Regions from separate parts of the Sus scrofa genome. Here region 2 is linked to region 1. A link is a contact called in public Hi-C data. All regions are on one chromosome and are shown on one strand. The core of a region is the stretch at or near the end of the contact, and the rest is flanking DNA. Distances in the headings are between cores, read along the strand shown. Region 1 has its middle 73 kb from the start of TSPAN9. Region 2 has its middle 58 kb from the start of TEAD4.

Region 1 (2,976 bases), core at 409-2,908:
CCACAGTTGCCACTCAAGCCGCAGCTGCAGGGCCAGGGATCGAATGCAAGTACCAGCACTCACAACACGCTGCCAATCCCTTGAGTCACAGCAGGAACTCCGAAGACATGATTTTTTTTAAAGGCTATATGGTAGACTGGCATATGAATGTATCAAAATTTACAAAAAATCATCTATTGTTGGGCATTTGGTATGTTTCCAATTTTAAATATTATAAATAATGCTATAATAAAGATATATGTGTGTATACACATAGGTATCTATGTCTGTACATAGACATATACATATGCTTACTTCCTCAGTATAAATTCTAAGGAACAGGGAGTTTCCACTGTGGCTCAATGGGTTAATGATCTGGCTTCTCTCTGTGGTGTTGCTCGTTCGATCTCCAGCCCAGCACAGTGAGTTAAGGACCCGTCATTACTACAGCTATGGCAGATGTGGGTCAGATTCGATCCCTGGGCCCAGGAACTTCCATTTACTGTGGATGTAGCCAAAAAAGGAAAAGAGAAAAGAAAAGGAAAAGAAAAAAAATTCCAAAGAACAGAATTACTGACTCAGAATGAATATTTCTCAGGCTGTTAATATACATTCACAAATAACTGCACTAAAAATAATTCTCAGCTACGTTGCATTTTTGCAACTCTAGACATACATGGCACTTACATCTCAGTGTTTTCTACATGGACCAGTGTCAATCATGCTGACAGCTAAATCAGTCCTATGGGCCAGGAATCTCCCACTTCTGTTCGGAAGCATCTCTTCTGCTATGTGCTCTTTTAGCAGCAAAAATGTGGTGCCAGATCACACTGGCAGCGCCACTGTCAGCACCAATCACATTGTCTCGCATCAGAGCAAGTTGATCACACGCCTATTCCGCTGTTGGCTGTAAACCCCAGGAACGGGGCCCCGCTCCCCAGGGCATCCTCCCTACACAGCTCCTTTCACACCTCTATCACTGGTTCCCAGTCTCTTCTTTAACTCTTCCACACCATGTCCCTCCCTGGGAAGTCCTATGTCACAGGACACTAATGTGAGGAGGATATGCTGTCTTAAGCAGGCTCCTTACCCTCAGATGCCTCATCTGTAAAATGGGGGTAACGAGAGCCCCTCTGAGAGTTAATGGAAGGATTATGTTGGATAAACTCACAAAAAGTGCTACTTAGTAATAAGCATGATAGGGACCCAGAAAATACACAAAAAACAATTGCTTTTGTTTAAAAAAGAATCATAATACACAATAACAAACCCACCAAAAAATTGCTTAATCCTCTACCCACTGGAGGAGATTAAAGAATTCTACAGCTGTCTTTCTCATCTGAAGCTTATCCAGGTCCTGGACGCCTGGGTAGAGACTCAGAACCCCAGGGACCGCGCCAAACCCACAGAACCTCAAACCAAGGGTGAAGGGGTCTGGCAAAGCTTGACTTGGAAATGCAGGCGGGCAGCTGGTCAGCATGGAACCACAGACGCTCAGCATCAGCTGTGCACAGAGAAGCAGAGAGACCCAAAAGCAACAGCCTGAAGCTGCCCCAACCCGGAGAGGACCCTGGGACACCCAGAGCAAGCAGAGCAACCGGCTCCTCCCACCTGGGAGCCTGGAAGCCGGTGACTGGCCCAGCACCACTCCCCAACTGACCCTGACTATCCGTTATTGTTCATTGACAGTGCTGGGAGTTGAGTCACCATGGCATTGTCCGGCCATTCTATCAGGAGGAAACAGCTGGACAGACCAACACCAAGTGCAGGAAACCTCCACATCCACCAGAGCCCCCACCGCCCCAGGACCCTGCCCTGTTTGGGAGGCCCAGCATCAGCATCCTGCCGGCCTGCCCAGGGGGCCTGGCCAATAGCAGACATCCCTATTCCTGCCCCTGTCTGCCTGGAGCAAAATACAAGCTCTTTCTGTGGCACTTTGGTAATGCTCCTTGAGGTGGGGAGGTGGGTCTCCCGGGTTCAACCTGCCAGTACACAGAAAGCAAGGTGCAGGAGGACAGGCAGTACACAAAAAGCCATCAAAGCCTTTTGAAAAGACTCAGGCTTTTCTCTGGACTGAAACATGAGCAAGCAGAGACCACCTCACTGGCACAGCACAGGACAGGGCTGGGGACACACCTCACGGGAAGGGGGATTCTTGCCAACTTCCTCATCTAGAGGCTTGACCTAGGGCTTCTCTGCTCCAACAGAGGACCCAGAATCCCTGCTGGGTGTGGTTCACAGTTCACCGTCAGAAAGCCAAGCCTGCCTCCTGCCCCCTGCACTGCAGCCCTACTGACCTACAGTGGGGGTTAGAGGGCACCCTTAAATCAAGGTTTGCAAACTCAAGCGCCTGCAGAGGCAGGTGGAACATGTAAATTAGTGACTCCCCGCGCTGTGCCAGGAGTGGATCAGGAAAGCACAGGCCCCGCCTGAAGGTGGTGCCTGCAACTGAGACACAGCCAATTGTCGCCTCCAGGAGGGTGGGCTCCAGGCAACTAGACCTCATTTCAGCTCTAAAAAGCCAGGAATCTCTAAGTTTGTGAAATCTCTTCAGTGTTTAAACACTGGCTCTAAAAAACAAAAACATCTAGTGGGCTCAAACAAAATGCACCAGTGGCCCAGATCTGACCTAGGGAGCCAGGCTGGAACCTCTGCTCCCAAACTCATCTGTAAGGTGAAGACAAATAAGAGCCTAGTGGGGGAGGATCAGATGGGGTAGGCCTTTCATGTGCTCCTGGCCACCTGACCCATAGAAGGCATGGGACAAACAGGCAGAGCTGGAAGGACCTCCAGGAAGACGCACCCCCAACCTTGTCAGTCTCCTAAAGAGGAAACTTTCAGAGCCCCTGGGTCGGAGCCAAGATCTGCAAATGAGCCCGCAGCAAGAGCCTGCCTGGCTCCAGACCCTGGGCTAAGTCCACAGATCCCAAAAGCCTCTCCCGGTTCCACACAGTTTGTCCCGGGAGGCTCTGCAACTGTCCCTCACGGGTGGGGCCT
Region 2 (2,720 bases), core at 72-2,571, 42 kb after region 1:
TCCTGGGCTAGGGGTCGAATCAGAGCTGCAAGATCCGAGCCTCTCAATCTGCAACACACACCACAGCTCATGGCAATGCCAGATCCTTAGCCCACTGAGCAAGACTGGGGATCGAACCTGTATCCTCATGGATACCAGTTGGTTTCATTGCTACTGAGCCACAACAGGAACTCCCAAAATTGGGGTTTAATAATACTGATCCCAAAGGGTTGATGGGATGACCAAGATGGTGGAGGCACAACATTAGATGCATGGCAGGTGCAAACATTAGCCTCTCCTGCCCTTTAATGAGAGATAAGCAAATCTGAAATAATAGGATTATGGAGCCTCGGGTTGGAAGAAACCTTAGAAGAATCCCCTCAGCAATAACCCAGAAAGTGTCCACACTGCTCACCCTCCCTCCAGAGCTGGAGCACTCATAACTCTGAAGGGGTTTACAGCTGGGAGAAAAGCTATGGGGGTAAGGAAGTATTCAGCCTTGAAGTCTGGGGCAGACACGTACCCACCTCATCCACTGAGGACAAAACTCAAACAAATGACCCGACAAAGGAGGCAGGACATTCTTAGGGCAGGAAGACATAGAAGGGAATTATGACAACTCCCAAAACACAAGGTCACAGTTTTTGTTTGTATGTTTGTTCTTTTTAGAGCTATTCCTACGGCATTTGGTAGTTCCTAGCATATAGAAGTTCCCGGGACTAGGGCTTGAATTGGCGCTGCAGCCACAGGCCTATGCCACAGACACTGCCATGCAACAATGGATCCTTAGCCCACTGAGTGAGGCCAGGGATCAAACCCACATCCTCGTGGATACTAGCCAGGTTCTTAACCTGCTGAACTACATGAGGAACTCCCCACAAGGTCAAAGTTTAAAGGACCTTGTTTACAGGTCCAGGAGTGTCAGGGAGTTTCTGTCCTGGGGAGTCTGAAAATGCTGAGGAAAAACCCCCATGGATGGGATGCCCATACCCAGGATCTTGGGGCACAGCCCATTTATTCCTCCTGTCCTAGCATCATTACTTTCACTCTCAAAGTATCTTGGTTTGGACAATAAATTACATGTCACGTTAACTCTGAACAAAGGCAGCCCTCCAAAGAGCTTCTTCCAGCCCTGGACAACAGCAGTTCTGCTGGAATTTCTAGATCCCCAGAGACGTCAAGAAATGGTGTGTTAGTTTATCCCCTTGAAATCACCAAATCAAATCAAAAATGATAATAAGCAAAAAAAAAAAAAAAAGTCAGAGCTAAGGGACCGGCAGGGTCTGCTGAATTGTGACACCTAGTGGGGAGAGTCCACACTGCTGGAGGCTGGGTTTGGGAACACTCCACGTTGCCCATTGGATTCTTCAAGTCAGCTGGTAAAGCAAAGGACAGCAACAGTTACCAAGGGCTATGTACCAGGCCTGGTTCCAAGTCCCTTACCTGTGCTAATTCGTTGAATCCACATAATCACCCTCCGAGGCAGGGTCTCACTGTCATCCCTCCACCTTACGGAGGAGGAAAGTGAGGCTCAAACGGTTAGGTAATTTCCTCCAGGTCATTTAGCCAGTAAATGGGCATGGGACTGCTGCCTCAGCCAGCCTCCACCAGCCAGAGGCACAAAGCTACTTCAGAGGTCATGTCCCCCATCTAGAGTGACTTCAGCCAACCCTCTGACGTGGAGATGGTACGAAGAAACAGTGTGAGGCAGGGTGTACCAGGCCTGTTTCCATATCTACCAGGAAAGAGTGGTAGTTTCTGCATCTACCAGGGATGAAAATTGGGCCATTAAATCAGACAATGAGAAAATTATATTATACATCTGGTGTTTTTTTGTTTGTTTTCTTTCTTTCTTTCTTCTTTTGGCTGCTCCCGTGGCACATGGAGTTCCCAGGCCAAGGAGCAGATTCAAATCCGAGCCAAAGTTAGGGCTGCACCTGTGGCATATGAAGGTTCCCAGGCTAGGGATTCAATCAGAGCTGTAGCCACCCGCCTAGGCTACAGCCACAGCAACACCAGATCCAAGTCGTGTCTGCGACCTACACCACAGCTCACAGCAACACCAGATCCTTAACCCACTGATCGAGGCCAGGAATTGAACCCACAACCTCATGGCTCCTAGTCAGATTCGTTTCTGCTAAGCCCCGACAGGAACTCCGAGTGTCCTGTATTGTAACTGCTAAATCTGGCAACCCTACTTTGTTGTTGTCATCACTGAAACAGTTGGAAAACATAGTCAAAGGTCTGCAAACGTTTTCTGTAAAGGGCCAGCTACTAAATATTTTAGACTTTGCATGCCATACAGTTTCCGTCACAACTACTCGACTCTGCTCCTGTAGTACAAAAGCAGCCATAGACGACACGTCATGAGTGAGCAGACATTGGGCCATCGTATGCCAACCCCCAGACCAACTTAGGGCCCTCAGACCCCTGGCTACCCTTGGATGTGTTGTAGGGGCAAGACTGGCTTGGGTACATGTTCTCAGACTGAACATAATGAATACCAGTCATTGGGAGTGGCTGTGCCCATGGGCATGCATGACCCAAGGTGGGTCAATGCCTGCAGAGAGCATGCACATGTAAAGCGGGTTTGTTGGAGCCACCTAGGTTTTACAAGGTCTTGGCCAGCCCCTGTCTGAAGAAATGCAGGTTCTATGCTGGGATTCCTGGTAGTCAACATGCACTCTGAAATGCAGAGGCAGAAGGCACAGAAAAGCAGGAGTTCCTGTTGTGGCTCAGCA

What was found. Hi-C and Micro-C count contacts between places; a contact is called where the count stands out from the background.
Region 2: a contact with region 1 is called in a Hi-C map of liver, with 3 times the contacts expected there. The contact joins two enhancer-like sites. A contact is called at or near these places in 1 of 5 promoter capture datasets (liver), 13 of 47 Hi-C or Micro-C datasets (adipose tissue, brain, fetal heart ventricle and 6 more) and 1 of 2 datasets of contacts at active chromatin or transcription factors (skeletal muscle).

The regions. Positions count from the first base shown.
Region 1 is chr5:67,066,218-67,069,193 of Sscrofa11.1, forward strand. It overlaps a transcript of TSPAN9 not described here. Among named protein-coding and RNA genes, the nearest start is that of TSPAN9, 73 kb to the left of the region's middle. Within about 2 kb of position 1,659, at least 9 of the 83 cell types and tissues checked have an H3K27ac peak or open chromatin away from gene starts, as enhancers often do. A contact at or near this core is called in liver, where this site is marked.
Region 2 is chr5:67,108,395-67,111,114 of Sscrofa11.1, forward strand. No RefSeq gene overlaps it. Among named protein-coding and RNA genes, the nearest start is that of TEAD4, 58 kb to the right of the region's middle. Within about 2 kb of position 1,322, at least 8 of the 83 cell types and tissues checked have an H3K27ac peak or open chromatin away from gene starts, as enhancers often do. A contact at or near this core is called in liver, where this site is marked.